Regions from separate parts of the Mus musculus genome. Here regions 1, 2, 3 and 5 are each linked to region 4. Evidence: chromatin contacts called from public HiChIP or PLAC-seq and promoter capture Hi-C data. All regions are on one chromosome and are shown on one strand. Each heading gives the region's core, a stretch centred on a gene start, on an enhancer-like site or on the middle of the called end of the contact. The rest is flanking DNA. Distances are from core to core; before and after follow the strand shown.

Region 1 (2,700 bases), core at 64-2,563, 330 kb before region 4:
GCTGTAAGTCTCAGAAACCTGCTTCATCCCCAGGTCTACCTCCATGGTCATCACCAGATTCCAAACATGTCCCCAAATTGACACTCAAAAAGTGAGTGACTAAGGAAGCACTAGAGGTGAACAGTGTGGGAACAGATGAATCTAAGCCACGGGCACACACATCCTTAACTCCACCCTGACCACACTACACTGCTCACACCAAAAAGACTCCTCTGAAAACTAGCTGGCTTGCTCGCACCCAGAAGTTTTACTCAGTGGACCCTCAGGTCACCTATTAAAATACTGTTGTTAGATCAAAATAACCAGATTATAAAGTAGGTTGCCCCCACATCTGGTTGGATCCAGAACAGTCCTCATTAGGACTGGCATGCCAGCTAAGTTCCTTCCAAGAGCAGCAGTGGGCTCCCGATGGCTCCCTCCCGACAGGTACCACATGCCCTTCAGGTTTCTGCTGAGTTGATGGGTACCTCCCTTGCCTGACTGCCACAAAGCAGAGACAATGCCAAGGTGACCGTGCAATTGTCCAGGCAGGAATAAAGGTATCCTACAAGACACTTCTGCCTCCTGTCCCTGGCTATAAGACTGTTGTCACAATAGACCCAAGACATCGGGGTTCCCAGGAGTCCCATGCTAGGAAATGCAAAGACTCGGACTCTGGTTCCAGCCACAGGGTGAGCTGATTTCAGTCTGACAGACTGGTGCTCTAACTGCAGCGATGGGGTGGGTCACGCCTTTCCTAGGACTGATAGTTATTCATTCATGCCTCCTGCCTGCTATTTAAACCTAAATTGCATGTTAGGACAGGGAGATGGCCGGAGGGAGAGTTCTCTCTCTGGATCTCTGTTCTTCCTCCTAATGTGGCCACACTGAATAAACCTCTTTTTCTACTTTTCATAATTATTTGTTTAATTGGCCTATAGAGGTGGTTGGGTGGCTAAAGCTGGCTTAATAAGGCTGCCAGAGCCAAGGCTCTGATCCTGTATGCTCTTCTCTTGGCAGCTTTAACCTAAGGTTTTATGTGTCAGCCCTGGTGTCTGTCCCCTCCGCTGGCAGTATGTACAAGATTGTTCCATACCCATGCAGGGACGATTCAAGGGCAACTGAACTGCGTAAGCAACCTACTGCTGCACTTCACCAAGTGTGGCAGTTTATCTATCGCTACACTCCTATCTTGTTTATAATCTGAGATCCCAGCAGGGGGCACCATGAGAGAGACGCTGATAGAATTAAAACACCCAAATGCTCATGACATTCTCTGTGACATCGTGCTGAGTCAGCCTGGCTTCCCCCCAACTGCAACCAGACTCCACCTTCTGACCCTGATATGCAAAACTGTGTAATCAGAACTAGGTGACAAATCCATGCTGGGAAGAGCAGGCATGACCTCAGCCTTCAAAATTAGAACTACAAGAGCCCTCAGCAGCTCAGAGCGGCTCCTACACAGCTTTTCCCACTTCCTTTAGGACTTTAATTCTCAAGCTAATAAATTTTACCATAAAAATAAGATGATTTTTTTTTTACATTGAACACTGTTTTTTCTTTTAGAGGTTTTTAAAAATTAATTTTAGGAGCTAAGTTTTAGTTGGCTTGGTGGTTAAAAGCACTGGTCGCCTCTTGTAGAGGACCTGGGTTCAGTTCCCAGCACCCACACAGCAGCCCACAGCTAACTCCAGTTCTAGGGGATCCAATGCCGTTTTCTGACTTCTGCCAGCAGCCAACAAAACTCTCAGACATACATGATTTTTTTTTAATTAGTATTTTAGGTTAGTGCGTGAAGTCTTGGGTTATGTTATAGCATTTTCATGTGCAGCATTCATTTTTAATTCCTGTTTTGATAACTGCAAAGATGTGGTGCTTGTGTCCTTCACATTCATTTTTTTAAGATTTATTTACTTATTTTATGTATATGAGTACACTGTAGCTGTACAGATGGTTGTGAGCCATATGCGGTTGCAGGGAATTGAACTCAGGATCTCTGCTCCCTCCGGTCCAAAGATTTATTTATTGTTATGGGTAAGTACACTGTAGCTGTCTTCAGACACCCCAGAAGAGAGCATCATATCTTATTACAGGTGGTTGTGAGCCACCATGTGATTGCTGGTATTTGAACTCAGGACCTTCAGAAGAGCAGTCAGTGCTTTTACCCACTGAGCCATCTGTCTCACCAGCCCCCTTCACATTCATTCTTAACGGCCATCAAACATCTCTTTCAGTGCCCTTTGGCTATACTTTCCAACAGTGCCAGCTCCTCTTTAAATTCCTTCTGATCTGTCAACATCTTTCTGTAACCAATGCACGCCCTTACCCTGAAGGAAACACTCTAGGTAGTGCGGTTTCCCAAGAGGTCAGGAGTCCAAGGGTAGCTCAAATCCGTGATCAACTCCAAGTGTTGACATAAAAGTCTACAACACCATGCATGAACATGTGCATGCCTTAATAGTGTAATTAAAACAAACAAAAATATGGGAGGAGATACACTAAATTATAACAGCAGTTAAATTGGGAGTTTCTGATGTCCTGATAAGAGGAACTATTCTAAAGAGAGGAATCTGTAGCCTGCCCCACTGCTTCCATTGAAATAAGAGACAGCAAAGAATGAAGGTTTCTCCAGGAATCCTGTTTATGGGGAGGGGAAAGACCTCTCTCTCTCTCTCTCTCTCTCTCTCTCTCTCTCTCTCTCTCTCTCTCTCTCTCTCTCTC
Region 2 (2,700 bases), core at 34-2,533, 370 kb before region 4:
GTCATGTGGCCACTCTCATAAGCCAACCAAGGAAAAATATAAAATGTACAGTCTGAAGAGAATAGGAGCACCAGGAGGTGTAGTGGAGCTATGTATTTATTGTGTTCAAGGAGATAAAAGTTTAAAGAAAAGCCTTATACTAAATGGAATAAGGAAGATCGTGATCTCAGAGCAAGACCTCACCCAGCCAAGCTTCGGACTTGTGGAGAGGAATTAGACAAAGGCTTAAGCAGTGAAGAAAACCATCAAAGACAGAAAGCTGATGAAATGACTCGAGGGGCCGAGTTCCAGTTGCAGTAAGCGTGAGAACTAGGCAGCTTCAGTCACCTGGTTCTGGCTTTAGAGTCAAGAAAGGGGTTGTGGATCCCTCTGCAGCTAGGGAAAGCCACAGAGGCCAAGCCCCCGTTGGGTTCTTGTTACATTTCCACCCCCAGCACACTCTGACTTAAAAACTCTGTACAGGAAGAGGAAGAGAAGTCAACAACAGAGTTGATCTGGATCTGGTAGCTCCAGGCAGTCATTCCACCTGCTGAGGAGACCAAGAAGGTACTGTGGTCTGGTCTGCCTCAGGACCTCAGGATCCTAGTGGCCAGTGGAATTTCTGTCTAAGATTGAGGCTGACCACTTAGGTGTCTCAATGAGCCTTATTCTCTGTGTCTTGCTTTTTTCCTGTAAACTGAGGTTTGAATAAAGGAAACCCTCAAAGCCCTTCGGTCCAAGCTGTCTCACTGTAGAGTTTTGTTTTGTTTTGTGTTTAACCATCTCAGACTACAGCGTTAGGCACTAAGAAAGATCTCTGGGCACTGCAGACTATGGTCATCCTCATCCTTGCTGTCTGCATCATCTAGGCCAGGGTATTATACGTGCCAAGCCATCGGGCATAAAGCACCCCACACTCTCATCATGCCCAGCCCACCGTGGGCTAGCTAACCCCCAGTGCAAATGTGAACCCCTAACTGCAAGCACAGATGGATGCAGCTTGAGAGTACAGCAAGATGCCATCTTTCCCAGGGCCACCACTGTCCTCATAATGCACAACTCAGAATGCTTTGTTTTTGGTTTTCTTCCCTGTCACACTTGGCTGTGGGAGAAACTCCAGCTCTCAGGGGAAAAGTGTAGGCATTCTCTCTCCAAGTCATGAGACTTGGCATAACTCTGGGTTGTCTCATGGTAGCAAATTCTTTCCCGTAACAATGAAAAGCATTTCCGGAAGCGTTTCACGGGGGCTTTCGGAGTCACGGCCTCGCGCTGAGTCAGAGCAACAGCTGGGCTTGAGGCAGATCTGTGGCAAACAATCACTGACAACTGAGGGGGCAGAACATGGGCTGCAGCCACATCTGCACACATCAGTGTTGCAAACCAAGGGGAATTCCCTCTCCCAGACTTTGGCTCAGTCCTGGCCTCTTAACAGGAGACACTATCAGCTTTGTCTGCCTATGATCTTATCAGCACTTTCCAGAAAGTTCTTCAGTTTGCGTTCCCACAGTCTGTAAGTCCTTGAAGCCTGGGCTAAGGAGCATCAACATGCTGAGTGCTAGGCATAGATGCTCATTCTGCTCATGTGGGCCTTCTCTATCTTCTCGGGAAGAGGGGACAGTGCCAACCCTTGGAGGATCAGGTTTGGTCATTACTAGTTCTTTCTTCTAACTTTGGTTTGATTGAACAGGAAAGGACTAAGATGAAGAATGGGAGCTGACAGGAATGGCCATCTCTAGGTGCTGTGAGAATTCTCTAGCACTGACAGGAGGTGGCCCATGGGGACAGGCAGTAACAATCTTACCTTGATGGAGGCACCAGCAAATCGAGCGAGCTGTTTGATGTGTGCCCCCTTCTTCCCGATGATAGCACCCACAGCCTGGGTTGGGATGAAGAGACTTACAGTCTCCTGCTCTGGGTACTAGAAAAGAACACATACACAGCTATCATTCTGACCTGGCACCTCATGGCCCAGCCAAGTGCGGTTAACAGACCCAACATGGGAAGGCCTCGCAATCTGGGGAGATGGCCAAAGTGCCATGTCAGTGTGTGGCCTGGTGCTCTATAGATGAATCTGAGGAGTGATGTTGAACCTAAGCAAGATTGCATGAGCCTGCAAGGACCTCTGAGCACCCACCCACCCATGTTTGTGGGGCACATGTAGCTGGCTGTCCCTGGGTTCTCAGACACAGATTTGATATATATACTTCCTGGGCCTTCCTCCAAGAACCAAAATGGGTTATTTTGTGGTGACTCAGTGGATTAAAAAAAAAAATGTTTGTCATGTAAGCTTGATGACATGAGTTCAATCTCTGGTGGAAGGAGACAATTCCTGAACACTGTCCTGGGGCTGGAGAGATGGCTCAGAGGTTAAGAGCACCGACTGCTCTTCCAGAGGTCCTGAGTTCAATTCCCGGCAAGCACATGGCGGCTCACAACCATCTGTAATGGGATCTGATGCCCTCTTCTGGTGTGTCTGAAGAGAGCAATGGTGTACTCATATACATAAAATAAATAACTTATTCTAAAAGAAAGAGGGAGGGAGGGAGGGAGGGAGGGAGGGAGGGAGGGAGTTGTCCTGACTTGCACATGGTGCTCGCTGTATGTGCTGTGGTGGGTATGAGCTTTCACATATACAATAATATACAAAATAATAAAAAGCTATTAACCACGCCTGGTCAAAGGACAGAGGGGAAGCTGTCCAGCCCATCCTATAATGAGGAA
Region 3 (2,700 bases), core at 167-2,666, 490 kb before region 4:
GGAGGGGAACCACAGCGACCTAGAGTTTGGGAAATCAGGTGGAGGCGTGGGTTCCAGAGAAAGTTCGAAGTGTGTCTTCCTTGCAGAGTTAAGTTTGTAAACAGGTCATCTGGCCACCAGACATTGAAAGAACTCAAGATGACAGCTGACCCAAGATAAAACAACAGAGGCAGACAGGAGAGCCCTGGAGTGGGAACAAGTGCCCTGGGCTGGCACCCTCACTCTACAGTGTTCCTGTTGTGTGACCTTGGAGTGACCACGGGTCTTGTTTTCCTTGCCTAAAAAGGGTCTGGTGCTGGATAACCACTACACACCCTCTTCACTTATTTAGGGGTTTTAAGATGGAACCCCACAGCCTCCACCATGCTGAGAGCATCGGCTCCAGCACTGACTTGCATCCTCGGTCTCTTTTTATCTTGTCCGAAGACACAAGTATATTCATCTCCAGGCAACTGCATATCATCATGAATTGCCGTCCTTTCTAGGAGACCCTCTCCCAAGCAAACACACAACTATTTAGACAGCATGTTACCCAGATGTACTAGGCAAAAAACAACAATTTCATCACTTTAAAAGAATCCCCGTGGACACATACCTCCCATCATAATAAATACAGCTTTCTTGATAACATGGCTGGAGGCCAACCCTTTCCGAGAGCCTCCCTCTTCACCCTGCGCTAGGCCTGGTACACCGTGGATCCCGTCCAAAGGTCACAGAACAAAGACTACCCTGCCTCTGCCATCTCAACAGTTCTTTGCTCCAGCAGAGATAAACTATGAGCAAGCCCCTCCTAGTTCTCATGAGTACCTCTGACATCCACAAGAGAGTTTTTTCAGCTCCACAAAAAGACAATGGTAACTGAAAACAACTCGAATGCAGTTAACGCCTCTTGGTAATGCGGCAACGTGCCAGACACACTCTATGCACTTTCAAAGTAATAAGCAGCAGTCGGAAACCCGACCGACAAGCCTTCTGCCTCGCCCAGCTGTCATGGGAAGCAGAGACAGGCAGGAAGAGGGCAAACTGGATCATAGCCTCGTCACTCCAAGTCCGGGCTGCACCTCTGAAGACTGGCTGCTGTGGTAATTGGGTTGAGGAAGGAGAGCCACGGTAGCCGAGATGGCTGGGGCTGGAAGGCGACCGCGTGTGCAGAGAAGTGCAAGGGCCCCCGAGGCATCACTGCCAACCCTCCGACCTCCTCCCAGGCCACCGCCCGGTGTCCTCCCTCTCACCGGCCTTCGGGCTCCCCGGCCGCCGCCAGCCTCGGCCCCAAGGGCAGCCGCGTGGAGAGCAGGTATAATGCGAAGGTGCAGCCTCCGAATACGAGGAGCAAGCCGAGCAGCGCGCGCATGCCGCGGCCTGGCCGGAGAGCGCGCTCCCCCCGTGGCAACGCAGAGCCCTCCCCGTGCGCCGACTGGGCGGGCGGAGCGCGTTCTTGGACGGGCAGGGCGTGGCCCTCGCAAAGCTCCGCCCTCGGCCCGCCGCAGGCCCCGCCCCCGCCAGGGACTGATCGCTCTAGTCTAAAGTGCTCCTGCTGGCTCTACACTGAACACCTCCAACGCCTTCCCTGTGACAGAGCTGGGAGATCTGGGGCTGAGTTGTGAGCCTGCCACAACCTAGCTTGCAGCATGGCGGTCAGTCTTGTCCACAGTCTGTCCCACAAAGCAAATGAAGCCAACAAATGTGAGACTGACACCGATGGTTGTGGAAAGAAGGTAATGACCACCACAGAAATAAACAGACATGCCTTCTATTCAGTACCTGAAGTGTGCTCATTATCCCCAGTACTCATAAACACATTTCAGTGTGCCTCAACGGATGAAAACGCTTACTGCCATAACTCTTGTGTAGGAGCTAGCGTGCACACACTAGCTGTAACACACATCTGAGTCTTAGAAAGAGTCTGTGGTGCTAGACATGGTGTTCATGTGACTGACCCCAGCACTTGAAGAGAAGGAAGGCCCAGGGTTCAGTCATCTTTAAATACTAAGCAAAAATTCAGAAAGGGGCAGGGTAGCCGGGTAGTGAGAATGACATCTCTCAAAAAGAAAACCCAGATTCAAAACTCCAAAACTAGTGTGGTCCTTGCACTGTGTGGAGTCTGAAAGAGGTGAGCACTGCGTTTACTCTCTGGATGAGCAAGCAGAGGGGCAAGTGAGATGGCCCTAAGTAAGGCAACCTTCAGGGAAGCCGAAGGTTTGGGAGAAATGAATGGCTATTGTCCACTTGGAGAGTGCTAGAAGATAGTTTGGGCAAGGGACCCCAGGAAACTGTGGGGAGATGAGCCTGGCAGCATTCAGTAAGAACCATTCTGCTAGGCAGACATCGTGTTGTGTGTTTGCAGTCCCAGCACATGGAACCCTGAGGCAGAATGGAGACTGAAGACAGCCTGGGGTTACAGTGACAAACTGTCTTCAAAAAACAGGGAGGAGGAGAAAAGGAGGGACAGTGTCCGTTCTCCTTTGAGAATGTCAGAGCAAGTGGTTAGAGTAGGCTCCAAGTTAACAGTAAATACCTCAGGTTGCGGGGAGGGAGGGACGGAAAGGACCACGGCAGTGGGAACAGGGCAAAAGGGACAGGCTGCACAGTGGGGATGAGAAGTGACAGCACATAGGACCGACCCATTGGGTGAGTTCTTCAGAGTCAAAAGGCATGAAGCACTTCAGAGCACTTCTTTGGTTCAAACAGGGAGCATGCATC
Region 4 (2,700 bases), core at 99-2,598:
AAACTTCCCTAAGAGATTCCAAAAGCAGCAGCAAGGATCTTCTAAGCAGCCCTTCGAGTTCAAGAGCTGGAAACGTCGTGTTCAAAGTATCTTTTAAAAGCCTGCAGGGAAGGCTTCGGTTCATCCTGGAGTTTAAACCACTTCCTTTGTGTCGTCGTAGTCGCTCCCCCCCCCCAGCCCCCAAATCCAGGGTGCCCCCAGGAAAACTTTAACTGGGCGCAGCGACCGGATCGAGGCCCCTCCCCGTGGCGCGCAGCGAGCCTGGTTTTATGAATGGGAGATGGAGCCGCGGCCGCCACCGCAGGTAGAGGCTGTAACTGGATCCCTCGCGCCCGGCCCCATTCACAAAACAAGACACACTTCCACCCAATTCCCAGCCTTCCCATTCATGAAAACTCCTTCAGCTGCGCCCCCGCCCCCACTCCCAACGCACGCTTAGCCTCCGACGCAGGCCCCTCACCCCAGCGTTTTAGGAAGAAAGCTCAATGCTTCATTCACAAAAAAAAAAAAAAAAAAGGGAGAAAAAAAAAAAAGCCTCAGAGCTCAGAGCCCAAGAAAGAAACCTGCTTCATTCATAAAGTCACCCACATTCAGAAAACGAGGTGCAGCGCTGGCCGATACCAGCAGCCTCATTTGCTCCTGATCACACATGCCGCCTCCCCTCATCACCCCCTACTTAATCAGTACCCCCTTTGCGGGGGAGACCCCGAATCATTCACGAGGTTCCAGCACACTCTCGGCAGCCTCGGAACCGGTTCTCTCTTCCCCCAGGCCGTGGCTCAGGCGGCCCCAATACCCTCAGCCCTAAGAGGAGGGAGTGGGGGGCTGCGGGCCCGCTGCCCAGTCTCCAACTTGCCAGGCCTGCAGAAGTTCGGGCAGATCCTGCACCCTCAGGCTGCACATGTCGGTGTCATTTAACTCTCGGGGTTCTGAAGCAGAACCCCTGAAACTGCTGCTCGCCTCCCCCCACCCCCCATATTAAGAGTCGCGGAGCGTTTCTTCTCGCGAGCCTCCCAGGGCCCTCGGGGGCCCACAACTTCGCGCCCCGCACCCCGTTCTTGCACCCCGCTTCTGTAGCCTGAGCCGGGCACCCCGCTCCCTGCACCCGCTCCAGCACCCCGGGTGCCTCCTCCGCGGCGTGCGGAAACCCGTTCTCCGCTCGCTCCGGAACCGCTAGCCGCCCCCGCCCGAAGCCTCCCAGGAACCGAACCGAACCGGGCCTCGGGGGGAGGGGGCGGCTAGCTCCGGGAGTCACCCCAAGCACGCCCAACTGAGGACCCAGAACCAGTCCGCACCTGAGCGGCCACTCCGCGCGCCCGCCTGCGCGCCTCCGTGGCGGGCTGGGCCGCAGCGATCGGGGATGAAGACCGCTCTGCGCGCCGGCCTCCGGACTCTGCGCCGCCCTGCAACCCGCTGCAGCACTGGCCCGGCCCCCGCCGGCTCCGCCCGCCGCCATTGGCCCGCAGCCCAGAGCACACACGTCCCCATTGGTCGGCGGCCATCCCCGCGGCTGCCCATCACCTCTTGTTTACCCTGTCTTCAGGCAAATCCAGCTGGGCCGCCCCATCATCTGCGGCGCCCATTGGCTAACGGTCGGCCTCCCTCAACGCCCTCAGAGGTCTGTTTTACATAATTTATGCGCTGGGCGCCATTGACCAATCAGCACCGGCTTGTTTATATAATGAATGTAAGGACGTTTTTCATTCATAAAAAACGCGACCTGAGGGGGAAGCTTAGCTGAGTCAGTGAAGCTCTTAAAGGGGCCACTCGCGAAGTTCCCCCTGGCCTCGGCCTGCACCGCTCCTCCCGCCACCCCCGCGCGGGGCCGCTTGGCGCCAGGCGTTCGCAGCTGCAGCAGCGAGCTAAGTTATCATTTTAGAACTCAGGCGAGAGGAATTCGTCATTCCACACACAGAAACTCGCTGACCCTGCCTGGGCGTTCGGCCCATAGAAACACAAAAAACGGAAACCGAGCCCTCTAATCTTAGCTACCTTGAAGAGAAGCCTTAATTTTTTTTTTAAACCAGGTTTCCAGTGGGAAAAAAAAGTAGTTACCTTCCTTTAAAAACCTGAGCTTTTCCAGATCTTAGTGATGTACCCATGTTGCCAAAGCCTAAGGCCCGACCCGATCGCGTCTTCTCGGGCTAATAATTGCCTCTGAGCTCTACAGGCAAGAGGCTACAGCCAGAAACCCGGTTCGTGGATCGCACCGGGCCGGTAGAGGGCCTTGGAAGCACAAATCCCTTTGAAACGTGCGTGCAGTTAGACCGCTTGCTTCTCTCCCGGGCTGCTTGTTTTCCATTTAAGTGTTGAATGCAAGATGGTGTGTTTGCGAATTAGATCCCGTGCAGCTGGGAACCGGGAGAAGCAGTGTTGCTTGCCAAAGGATCGGGCATTGACTGCAGTTGTTGAGATTCTTAACAGGGTGTTCCAGGAAACAAATAAAACAATCCTCTGCCCCTTCCAACTCCTCGTCCTGCTCCTGCCACCGACAATGGCCGTTCTCTTCTTTTCCCAAGGACGCTAGGGTGCTTGTGAACGAGTTCTGTTCTCTACTAACCGGGCAGCAAGGTGTCAGCGTTTGGAGAGTTGAGCCTCAGCAAAGCGGGTCCCAAGTTGTTACCCTAAGGGTGCCCAGTGCCCCACAGTGAAACACGTGGTGTGGATTTCTAGTCCGCGGCCTTTCCCCCCTAAGCTTGT
Region 5 (2,700 bases), core at 176-2,675, 400 kb after region 4:
GACAGTACCTCTCCAATGTGTTTTTCATGTGTCTGTTAAAGATGAGATGGCTGTAGCTGTGCTTGCGTTTTTCTCTGGGTCCTCTAGTCTGTAAGTCTACATGCTTGTTTTTGTTACTATGGTTCCATACTACAACTTAAGATCAGGTATTGTGGTATCTCCAGCCTTGCTCTTTCTCCATAGAGCTGCTTTGGCTATTCAGGGTCATTTGTGCCTCTATATGAATTCTAAGATAATTTTCCCTCATATTGCAAAGAATTTCATCAAAACTTTGAATTGTGTGAAGCCTGTAGATCACTTTTGGTAATATTGCCATTTTATTTACATATATATATTACTTCTGTTGATCTGTGAGGGTTGGTGCCATTTTTCTTTTCTGTGTCTTCTTCAATCCCCTCTTTCAGTGTTAAAGTGTAGAGGCCTTTCACCTCCTTGATTATGCTTACTCCAAGGCTGGCTGATTGCTTTCTTCTTTCTTTCTCAGCAAGTTCAATCTTAGAAAATAGAAAAACTACTGATTTTTGAATGTTTTTTTCTTGTATTCTGCTTCTTTTCTGAAAGTGTTTGGTGGAGTCACTAGGATCTTTTATAGATAATATACATGCATTTTATTTATTTATTTATGTATTATTTTGAGGCCAAGTTGTTTAGGCTGGACGTAAACTCCCTCTGTAGCACAGTTGCCCTGAGCCTATGATCCTCCTGCCTGTTTGGCAGCTCGGATTACACCTGTGCCATGAGACCTTGCTCAGACTAAGCCTGTGTCCTCTCAATCTGTCATGATGAGCATTAAAACCCAACACGGGATATCGTGGGAGACCATGTTCCAACTATGGTCCAACCACAGTAAGTGCACAAAAGCACAGGGAACAGTGACCATCAAATGCTGGAAGGCAGGGAAAACAGGCAATGTCAAAGCTTACAAAGCCTCAGTCGTACAAGGTAATTTAGTTCTGTGGGTCTGTACTACAGAGGTGGGTACCACGCCTCTAGCTAACAATACTGCAATATAAAGTTTTCTAAAAAGTTAGAATGCATGTGCTCTTAATATATACACAAGTAAAATAATAATGCATGCTGGAGAAATTTAGGAAGGTGACAGATGGACCTGTGGCCGTTACCATGGTGATGGCTTCGGCGTAAAGACCTGCTCTCAAGCTCATCATGGGAGGAGAAGACACCGGTTCCCTCCAATCTGCAGCTCTTCCCAGCTGTGACAAGAATAGGCATGATCTACAAAGAAGCTATTTCTTCCCACAGGAGAAGATGTAGACTTTGTCAAGCACACCCTGGAGGAGAGCTATGGCTCAAGTGTAGCCTCTGTGTAAAATGAACAATAAACTGTTGTTACATTATGTAGCCTCTACATTTCAATGTTTCCTTCCCCCACCCAGCAAAGCCATTTAACACTAAGTAGCTCCAAAATACAGAAATGTGGTTTCTTGAGTCACTGCTCACACAAGAGCCCAGAGATTCATCCTATCAAGTGCAGCTGTGTAGGACTGTTGATCAAATAATAAACAGTTATCAGCCTAAGCCGCTGTTGCTATAATTAATGTACTATAAATAATTAATATACTCTGTGAAGTCATTTCTATCATAAGAATGAAAAACCCTCAAGCCCTTTTCTGAACTTGTATTCTGACCTTTTTGCATACCAGTCATTCCTACTAGCTATGGAGTCGATGATGGCAGAGGTGCTGGTCTCTGTGGTTTGGGTGAGTGAGTCATGAGTTGAAGTTGGATGCCCAGCGTGGCAATGTGAGGAGACAGTGGATCTGTGAGAGGTCTGTGGGCCCTAGTGGGAGGTCTCTAGGTCTTGCTGAGTACTGCCTTCAGAAGAGATGCAGTTCTTCCAGGATTCTTTGAGTTAGCTCTTGCAAGAGGGTTGTGCCCATACCCACCTAGAGATTTATAGAAGGCAGAATTCAAAAGTGACAAACTGGGGTGCTTGGCAGAGAAAGTACTGAAACAGCAAAGCTGCCAAGCTGCCCCTGGGTTACATCTGAACTGCAGAAAGAAGGCTTTAGAAGCACCATCTAAAAATAGAATTTCTCAATGTAAAAGGAAACAACGCAAAAGGATTTGAAAGATTTACAGCTCCTCCAGGAAAGGAGCAAAGAAGTGCCACGGAGAGGTGCATCCAGGAGGGATCAGCATGGATAAAGTGAGGCCAGAAGCACGGGGACAAGAGGAAAGGGACTTGGAGGGCACCTCAGAGGTCTGCAGAGCTACCTCTCCACCACAGGCTCAGGGCCTTCAGACAGAACTGTCTGTCTCGGGAACAGGCTCCGAGCACTCTCTGTAAGCTCTCACACACTGCTCCCTGCTTTCCAGAAGAACACACTTTAGCCACCTTAGCTATGTCAAGCAGGCCCAGGTACAGCTGATGAACTGATCCAGATGAGTAATCACCAGCATTTAGTGTAATGTATGCTGGAGGCACGTGTAACATTAGGGCTAGGGAGACACAGCAGTTTCCACACAGATTTGAGAATAAAACAGAAGGGGTCCTGTTATCCACTATCCACTGCCAACAGACCCTGAACAGAAATAATGGGACATCCGCCAGGACTCTGGAACTGGGAACTACCAGTCTACAGTGTCAGTCTGGGAAAGCTGCAGTCATGAGACTCTAAGCTGAGAGCTGGAGTATGAGCTGAGCCTAGCAGAGTCATAGAGGAAGAGCTTCTGGTGGTT

What was found. Promoter capture Hi-C pulls out the DNA fragments that hold promoters and counts their contacts. HiChIP or PLAC-seq counts read pairs in DNA pulled down with a chosen protein or histone mark.
Region 1: a contact with region 4 is called in an HNF4G HiChIP or PLAC-seq map of pancreatic cancer cells. The contact joins the enhancer-like site here to the promoter of Etv5 in region 4. A contact is called at or near these places in 2 of 39 promoter capture datasets (the SN4741 cell line and hippocampal neurons), 1 of 484 Hi-C or Micro-C datasets (cardiomyocytes), 2 of 115 datasets of contacts at active chromatin or transcription factors (bone marrow-derived macrophages and pancreatic cancer cells) and 1 of 9 other capture datasets (adipose tissue).
Region 2: a promoter capture Hi-C map of 3T3-L1-derived adipocytes shows a contact between it and region 4, with 3 times the contacts expected there. The contact joins the enhancer-like site here to the promoter of Etv5 in region 4. A contact is called at or near these places in 3 of 39 promoter capture datasets (the 3T3-L1 cell line and 3T3-L1-derived adipocytes), 1 of 484 Hi-C or Micro-C datasets (muscle stem cells) and 2 of 115 datasets of contacts at active chromatin or transcription factors (embryonic forebrain and pancreatic cancer cells).
Region 3: a contact with region 4 is called in an HNF4G HiChIP or PLAC-seq map of pancreatic cancer cells. The contact joins the promoter of Tmem41a here to the promoter of Etv5 in region 4. A contact is called at or near these places in 2 of 115 datasets of contacts at active chromatin or transcription factors (bone marrow-derived macrophages and pancreatic cancer cells).
Region 5: a contact with region 4 is called in an HNF4G HiChIP or PLAC-seq map of pancreatic cancer cells. The contact joins the enhancer-like site here to the promoter of Etv5 in region 4. A contact is called at or near these places in 9 of 39 promoter capture datasets (the 3T3-L1 cell line, 3T3-L1-derived adipocytes, the HPC-7 cell line and 3 more), 2 of 484 Hi-C or Micro-C datasets (embryonic fibroblasts and nephron progenitors), 7 of 115 datasets of contacts at active chromatin or transcription factors (the NIH/3T3 cell line, astrocytes, bone marrow-derived macrophages and 4 more) and 2 of 9 other capture datasets (adipose tissue and pancreatic islet).

What each region holds. Positions count from the first base shown.
Region 1 is chr16:22,107,033-22,109,732 of GRCm38.p6, forward strand. All of the region lies in intron 2 of Igf2bp2 (insulin-like growth factor 2 mRNA binding protein 2), which reads right to left. Among named protein-coding and RNA genes, the nearest start is that of Igf2bp2, 55 kb to the right of the region's middle. Within about 2 kb of position 1,314, at least 68 of the 459 cell types and tissues checked have an H3K27ac peak or open chromatin away from gene starts, as enhancers often do. A contact at or near this core is called in the SN4741 cell line, bone marrow-derived macrophages and pancreatic cancer cells, where this site is marked.
Region 2 is chr16:22,066,363-22,069,062 of GRCm38.p6, forward strand. It overlaps Igf2bp2 (insulin-like growth factor 2 mRNA binding protein 2), which reads right to left. Exons shown (of 16, transcript NM_183029.2): 12 at 1,781-1,897. Among named protein-coding and RNA genes, the nearest start is that of Senp2, 58 kb to the left of the region's middle. Within about 2 kb of position 1,284, at least 76 of the 459 cell types and tissues checked have an H3K27ac peak or open chromatin away from gene starts, as enhancers often do. A contact at or near this core is called in 3T3-L1-derived adipocytes and muscle stem cells, where this site is marked.
Region 3 is chr16:21,946,136-21,948,835 of GRCm38.p6, forward strand. Tmem41a (transmembrane protein 41a) reads right to left here and starts at 1,417. Exons shown (of 5, transcript NM_025693.4): 1 at 1,233-1,417; 2 at 1-19. The coding sequence starts at 1,351.
Region 4 is chr16:22,438,222-22,440,921 of GRCm38.p6, forward strand. It overlaps Etv5 (ets variant 5), which reads right to left and starts at 1,349. Exons shown (of 13, transcript NM_023794.2): 1 at 1,296-1,349.
Region 5 is chr16:22,837,931-22,840,630 of GRCm38.p6, forward strand. All of the region lies in intron 2 of Tbccd1 (TBCC domain containing 1), which reads right to left. Among named protein-coding and RNA genes, the nearest start is that of Tbccd1, 18 kb to the right of the region's middle. Within about 2 kb of position 1,426, at least 60 of the 459 cell types and tissues checked have an H3K27ac peak or open chromatin away from gene starts, as enhancers often do. A contact at or near this core is called in the NIH/3T3 cell line, bone marrow-derived macrophages, embryonic fibroblasts and 1 more, where this site is marked.